Linked DNA regions of Bos taurus: region 2 is linked to region 1. The links are chromatin contacts, called in public Hi-C maps. All regions are on one chromosome and are shown on one strand. The core of a region is the stretch at or near the end of the contact, and the rest is flanking DNA. Distances in the headings are between cores, read along the strand shown.

What was found. A called contact is a pair of places that touch in the nucleus more often than the background predicts.
Region 2: a contact with region 1 is called in a Hi-C map of skeletal muscle, with 5 times the contacts expected there. A contact is called at or near these places in 2 of 11 Hi-C or Micro-C datasets (liver and skeletal muscle).

The regions. Positions count from the first base shown.
Region 1 is chr14:19,672,842-19,676,357 of ARS-UCD2.0, reverse strand. No RefSeq gene overlaps it. Among named protein-coding and RNA genes, the nearest start is that of UBE2V2, 82 kb to the right of the region's middle.
Region 2 is chr14:19,942,896-19,946,416 of ARS-UCD2.0, reverse strand. SNAI2 (snail family transcriptional repressor 2) reads left to right here and starts at 1,401. Exons shown (of 3, transcript NM_001034538.2): 1 at 1,401-1,591; 2 at 2,279-2,824. The coding sequence starts at 1,513.

The sequences.
Region 1 (3,516 bases), core at 503-3,002:
CAGCCCACAGCTGTCTCCTGCCACATTCAGTCCCCATCTGGCTGGATAATGACCATCACCACACCTCAGCACCACCCCACCTTCCGGTTGGACCATCTCACACCCAGGCTGTCGCCACAGCCTCCTTGTCAGCCTCCACAGTCTCCCTGTAGGCGTCCACAGCCTCTGTCTCCTTGTCTGTTTTCAATATGACTTTAACGTTTTAAAGCTGGAACAAGAACATCACAGGCCTTGGCTGAAGCCCATCTCACCATGGTCACAGCCAGCAAGCCTCTGCCACAGCAAGCTCATGGCCACCAGGGCAGCTTTCCCGCCTCCTCCTGTGGTCCCCCAGGGACACCAGTGTGCTCCTGCCTCCGCGTCTGGGCCACATGGTCCCAAGGCCACCTCCATGACGAACTCCCTCACATCCCACAGGAAAACTGTCCCTGACCGGTGCCCCACACTGGCCCCCTTCCCGGTTCATCTCTCCCCAGCTTTTCTCACCATCATTACCTGCATGGCTTAAGGGTCTCTTCCCACAGAAGGCAGAGTCCACGGAGGCCCACCACTTGGTCTGCTTCGGGCACCAGAGGTCTGCAGCCTCAGGTGCCATCTGGTGAGTGGCTACCACCCCACACTCACTCACCCCTGAGCCCCGCTCCTGCGGCTCCCCCGTGTGGGGAGCCACTCCCGGAGCCTTCCCAGGGCCACCTTTCCTTGGGGCACTCTCTCTGCCCTGGCCACTTAGACCATCATATCACAGCCCAGACACTGGTCGTCCTGTGATAGGCCCAACTCCTTCAAGCAAGAAAGGAAAATAGGGAGTCTGCCCACATGTGCCCCTGGGAGAAAGAACCCTCGTGAGCCCAAGGGCCAGCTGCTCCCAGCTGGGCAGGCAGGAGAAAAGGGTCACCTTCCTTTCAGCAAAGGCCTCTTCACAAAGCAAAAAGCCACACCAGCCAAGCCATGCTGACAGGCTTCCTCGCCACTGTCGGGGCCTGGACACAGGGAGCGTGCATGGGTGGACATGCAGACCTGCTGCTTTACCATCATCGCCATCTCTGGCCACCCCAGCAGCTCCAAGCCTTCTAACACGGCTGGACGAACATGAATGTTATCTCTCCCACACAAACAACTGCTTCCAGTAGTAACTGCAGGTGTTCCTGTGTACACAACAAGAACAAATACTAAAACTGTGTAACACTACAGAAAGGTGTAACACTCAAGAAATACTTCTAAAAATTATCAGAAAAATTAATTCAAGCCCCGGCCCATGCCACCCCTGCAACCAGCCAGGGAAACCGCAATCTTCCCTGAACACCCCACCTCTGTCTCAAAGGAACGTGTTTCCAAAAGACATTTCTTCCAAGGTTTCCCTTGGGGCAGGTGCCTCCCGCAGTTGTGTGACGTCAGTTGTGTGACGTCAGTTGTGGCTTCTCAGCCTCCCCTTTCACTGCATCCACCCCAGGACGGGTCCAAGACCCCGCGGGGGCACCGAGCACTCGGCCTCCCGGGTCGGGAGGAAGAGCCAGCCCCGTCGTTTCCTAACTCTGTCCCTGCGTTTCCTTCCCGCAAAGCGGAAACTGGAGGCGGGACTCCAATGCGCAGGTGTGGCCTCAGGGCGCAAGGGGCAGGTGAGGTGCGGTGCGCTGCAGCTGCAGGTGCAGAAGCGCGGGCAGGTGAGGGGCGGGCAGGGGCGGGGCGCGGGCAAGTGCGGGGGCACGCAGGGCGCGTGAGCCCAACACTCGGTCCCCTGGCACATCCATTCGTGGAGCCGCGCGGGAAGCGCTCTAGCCCCGCCCCGCTAGCTCCTCGCCGGCCCGCGGCCCGCAGCGCAGCCGCTAGACTCAGGGACATCTGGCGGCCCCGGGCGGTACCCACTCTGATTGACAAACGTTTTCTGTACGAGGAGCAGGAAAGAAATCGCGGAAACGCTGCATGCAGCCTAGCAAACCCCCCGATTGCTGGAAAAGGGGCTGCGGGCGGTCCGTGCTCTGAGTCTCGAGCTGCTGGGCGGGTTTGGCTTTTAGTCCAACTCCTGTTTGCAGAACAGCTTCGCGGCCACGAGCCGGGAATGCAGCGGGTGGGCGGGCAGGTGCGCTGGGCTCAGGGCGGGCGATTGGGGGCGGGAAAGGCGGCCCTCAGGCGCGTGGAGGAAGGGTCAGCTCCACAGTCCGCAGGTCTGCGCGCTGAGTTCCTCCCCCACCCCCGCTCAGCGCGACGTCCATCGCAAGGACCAGCATATCTACATGCAGCTGCGATGTGAGCCAAGGACCGCGCCTCTTCCGCCAGGACAGAGTCACAGCACTGAGCGAAGACGCGGAAGTAAATCCGAGCCTTAGGACACGCTTCACGCCGTTTACATTTGCAAAGACATTTATTACTTAGGGTGGCAGGAAGTTTAAGTGCATGTGCCCAGTTACCACAGAGGGTGTTCTTGATATTAATACTTCTCCATATGGATAAGAATATTAATCACATAGTCACAATTCAAACATAGAAAATCAAGAAATGTAGAAATCTCATTTTTTAGAAAATAAAATATTTTAGAAGTTTTTTTTTTTTTTTTTTTAAGGAAACTTGCTTATGTGACTTATGGATACTTGGAGCAGTATACGGTGAAATTCCTGTGTTCATATACCACAGAGTGATGTCCCAGGAAAGTGCCAGTCTGCAACTGTGAACTGACCTGCTTGTGCTTGAATCTAAATAGTGTCCTGGAGTCTGAGTTTCCCTGATCTCAAGAGCTGCTGCTGCTGCCAAGTCGCTTCAGTCGTGTCTGACTCTGTGCGACCCCATAGACGGCAGCCCACCAGGCTCCCCTGTCCCTGGGATTCTCCAGGCAAGAACACTGGAGTGGGTTGCCATTTCCTTCTCCAATGCATGAAAGTGAAAAGTGAAAGTGAAGTCGCTTAGTCGTGCCCGACTCTTAGTGACCCCATGGACTGTAGCCCACCAGGCTCCTCCATCAATGGGATTTTCCAGGCAAGAGTTCTGGAGTGGAGTGCCATTGCCTTCTCCCAAGGGCTTCTAGTCTTTAGGAAAGAGAGTCCCTGGGAAGTATAACTACCATCCCACGTACACCTGTGATCTGCAGCGTCCAGCTTCCAGAGTCCCTGGACCATTTTTCAAATCACTCTGAGAACTACTACTGCTGTGTGTCCTAGTTACATGCCTGCCAGTAATGAGCGCATCATACTATTACATAACAAGACATCAAGAAAATGTCCTTATTTAAGGGAGAAAAAAGACAGGAATAGGACTTCCCTGGGGGTACAGTAGATAAGAATTTACCTGCCAATGCAGGGGATACGGATTTGATCCCTGGTCTGAGAAGATCCCACATGCCACGGGACAACTAAGATGTGTGCCACAACTCCTGAGCTGGCATGCCCTAGAGCCGGTGCTCCGCGATAAGAGAAACCGCTGCAATGAGAAGCTCATGCACCACAACTGGAGAGTCGCCCCCACTCGCCACAACCCGAGAAAGCCTGCGCAGCAGCGAAGACCCAGCGCAACCAAAAGTAAAATAAA
Region 2 (3,521 bases), core at 152-2,651, 270 kb before region 1:
ATGCATATTCATATTTTCCTGGCACCCATGAAAACTGCTTCTTTCAACATAAAGGTTCATCTAAATTCCTTTCTCTGGTGTTTGAACCAGTGACTGTTGGGAGGAAAGTAAAGGGATCCTCCACAATAGCGAGGCAGCTGGGGCCCCGCCCTCCCTGCCGCCTCACCGCAAGATTAAGAAGTTATGTGCCAGACATGCGCCTTCCTCTTGCAAGTCTTGACTTCAACTGTTATTTTTCCACTTGTTTTTTTTTTTTTTTCTCCTAGCACCTGTTCGAATCAAGGGTAGAGTGGTCTGATTGCAAATTTGTTCTTTCCTTAATTTTTAAGCAAGAGGTGGAAAGGAGAAGAGATGCTTGAAAACATGGTTGAAATGTCGTTTTTACAACCAGCCACTCTAGTGTATTTTTAGACTCAATACCGTACACAAAATCAAGGTGTTTCTGCTAGTTGCCCGGCTAGTATAGAAACTTAACCAAGCGCTACAGAGGAGGCACCCTTTCCTTAAAAACGCCACACAGGAGAGTGGCAGAGAGATGATGCGGTGACTTTATACTGAAAAAGGCACCACAAAAAGCAAATAAATGTTTGAAACTATTATCCCTAAGGGCCCATTCACGCTTTTTTCCATTAAAAAAAAAAAAAAAAAAACAAACCACCTAGTGATGCATGATAAGATAGAAGCGCTTCTCAGAGGCCTCTGGGAGAGCGTTCCAGATTCCCACGACAGGGACCTTAGTTCATCCTTCCCTCTCATCCTGGGGTCCCGCTTCTCCCTGGACGTGGGTCCTTCGGGGGCCACAAAGCGCTTCTTTCAAGCCCCGATGTTAACAAGTGACACGACCGCTTTATTTCCCGAGGAAGCGCCCCCCTACCCCCAGCCGCCGGGACACGAAGCGCATCCCCAGCGCGCGAAGCGGACGGGTCTCGACCCGGGCTGCCCCCTTGCAGGCCCGCGGCTCACTCACTGGGGCTTTGTCCTCGCCGCTACCTTCCTTTTTCAAAAGCCAGGAGTGAATTGCTCTGTCCCTGTGCGCGCCAAAGCTCTCCAAAGCCGCGAGGCTCCGGGAGCCCAGAGCCCAGCCTTCCCAGCCGGCGCGGAACCCGCACCTGAAAGCCAGGCCCGGCGGCGGACCCAGCGCGCCCGGAGCAAGGACGCCCGGCTCTGCGCTCAGGAAGGAAAACGACCTCTCCCGAAAAGACTGAAGCACTTTTTTCCTCTCCACTGAAAGCCCGGGGCACAGCCCATTTTGAACCAGAATAATTTAGTCTGACAACAGATTCCTCCTCTGCTCACAGCTGGCCCAGAGGGAGGAGCTGAAATCTGAACCTCTCGGCTGTGATTGGACCCTTCTCGCGAAAGAGAGGAAAAAAAGGCCTCCCCGCCGCCACCGCGGGCTCAGTCCGCGAGGAGCCCGCGACCTGGCGGCGCCGCGCGCGCACCTGCGGGGCAGAGATGCTGTAGGACCGCGCGCCCCGCGCCCAGCGCTCCGCGCCCCGCGCCGCCGCCAGGATGCCGCGCTCCTTCCTGGTCAAGAAGCATTTCAACGCCTCCAAGAAGCCCAACTACAGCGAGCTGGACACACACACAGGTAAGGGAAGGCCAGATGTCCGCATCTCAGTCTGTAAATAGGTAACGACAGGGGTGTGCCGCCGCTCGACTTTGATACTAAAGAGCAGGACACCCAGGCTGTCTGCTCCCGAAAGAGCGGTCCTTCCTCAGATCGTTCGGGCTCGGGTTTAATTCAAAACTTCCACACTCTGAGCTGGCGAGGAGAACTTCCCTGGGCTCTTGCGACGTCACGTTCCGCAGCGTGTACATACTTGCATAATGAGGACGTGGAAGCTGGGTGAGGCAGTGCGTGAACGTTGAATTATTGCCTTTTTCATGTAATAAGGCTCCTTTCCTCCAGAAAGAGGCTTGATTTACGCCAATCCTTGTACTTACCGGCGTGAGCCAAGCAAGCAGCCCACGCATAAGATGGAAGAGAACTTTTCTGTATCTTTAGAAAGTGGGTAGGTTTCCCTCTGCGCTCGCTGGTCGCAGGGCTGGGCAGCCCCCCACACTCGCTCGTATGCGGGGCCAGGGATTGGGGGGTGCACAAATGAGCCTTAAGCGCAGTGACCGCGAGCAGCAGCGGCGGAAAACTTATGTCCTCCCAGCGCCTGACTGCTCCTGGGGAGTCTGTCTCCTCGTTCCCTGCGCGTGCAGCCTGGCTCTTCTCTGCGCTTTCACGGTGCCCTCTGTCTCACGCCCCGCTCCTCTCCTCTCTCCGCAGTGATTATCTCCCCGTGTCTCTACGAGGGCTACCCCGTGCCTGTCATCCCACAGCCGGAGGTCCTCAGGTCGGGAGCCTACAGCCCCATCGCCGTGTGGACCACCGCCTCTCCCTTCCACGCCCCGCTGCCCGCTGGCCTCTCCCCTCTGTCCGGATACCCCGCATCCTTGGGGCGCGTGAGTCCCCCTCCTCCGTCCGACACCTCATCCAAGGACCACAGCGGCTCCGAGAGCCCCATTAGCGACGAAGAAGAAAGGCTACAGTCCAAGCTTTCAGACCCCCACGCCATCGAAGCTGAAAAATTTCAGTGCAATTTATGCAATAAAACCTATTCGACCTTCTCAGGGCTGGGCAAACACAAGCAGCTGCACTGTGACGCCCAGTCCAGGAAATCCTTCAGCTGTAAGTACTGTGACAAGGAATACGTGAGCCTGGGCGCCCTCAAGATGCACATTCGGACGCACACCTTACCTTGTGTCTGCAAGATCTGCGGCAAGGCGTTCTCCAGACCCTGGTTACTGCAAGGACACATCAGAACTCACACTGGTAAGAGAAACACATAGTCAGGGTGTCGCCGTCCAGCAGAAGGAAGCTCTGGGCTGGCTGTCCGATTTGCCTTAAGTGGTGACACAGTACTTTTGATGATGTATGTTCGGTTTTAGCTACTTCCTGACGGCTCAAAAAGTCGTCAGAGCACAAAGGACTCTACTGCTTGCTAACAGCCTCTGCTCCCGAGACTGCAAACAGCATTTAGACTTTGGAAAGTTAGATTCAGGAGGTTTGGTCTCAAAGATCAGTTAGCAAATCAGGAGAGATGTGCTTGGACGTGTGTTCAGTTAAATGTCTCCCAATGATTAGCAAATACGGATGTTGTTCTCCCAATCAATTGATTAGGCAGACAGACCGATGAAATTTTTGGTTCTTGGGTTTTTGTTAGCTACTTTCTTGCCATGCTGTCTCTCACCCACAGCAAGTTGGATAGTGAGAGCTGAATTTGCTTTCCGTTGTTTGCTTTTGTTTTGTTTTTGCTGCTGAGTTTTCTATTCCTAGCACAAAATCACCCTGCCAGGAGCGGGGGCACTCACCCAGGCTTAGTCATAATACAGAAGGAGGGAAAAGGGGAACTGTTGGGAAACCTGGGGAGGAGCTGGCCGTTAGCTGCACCTGCCGAAGAAGAGAGCTTGAACAAGCCAAGTCCTAGGACAACAGGAATTATTTCTGCAGGACTGGCAGCAGCAATTAT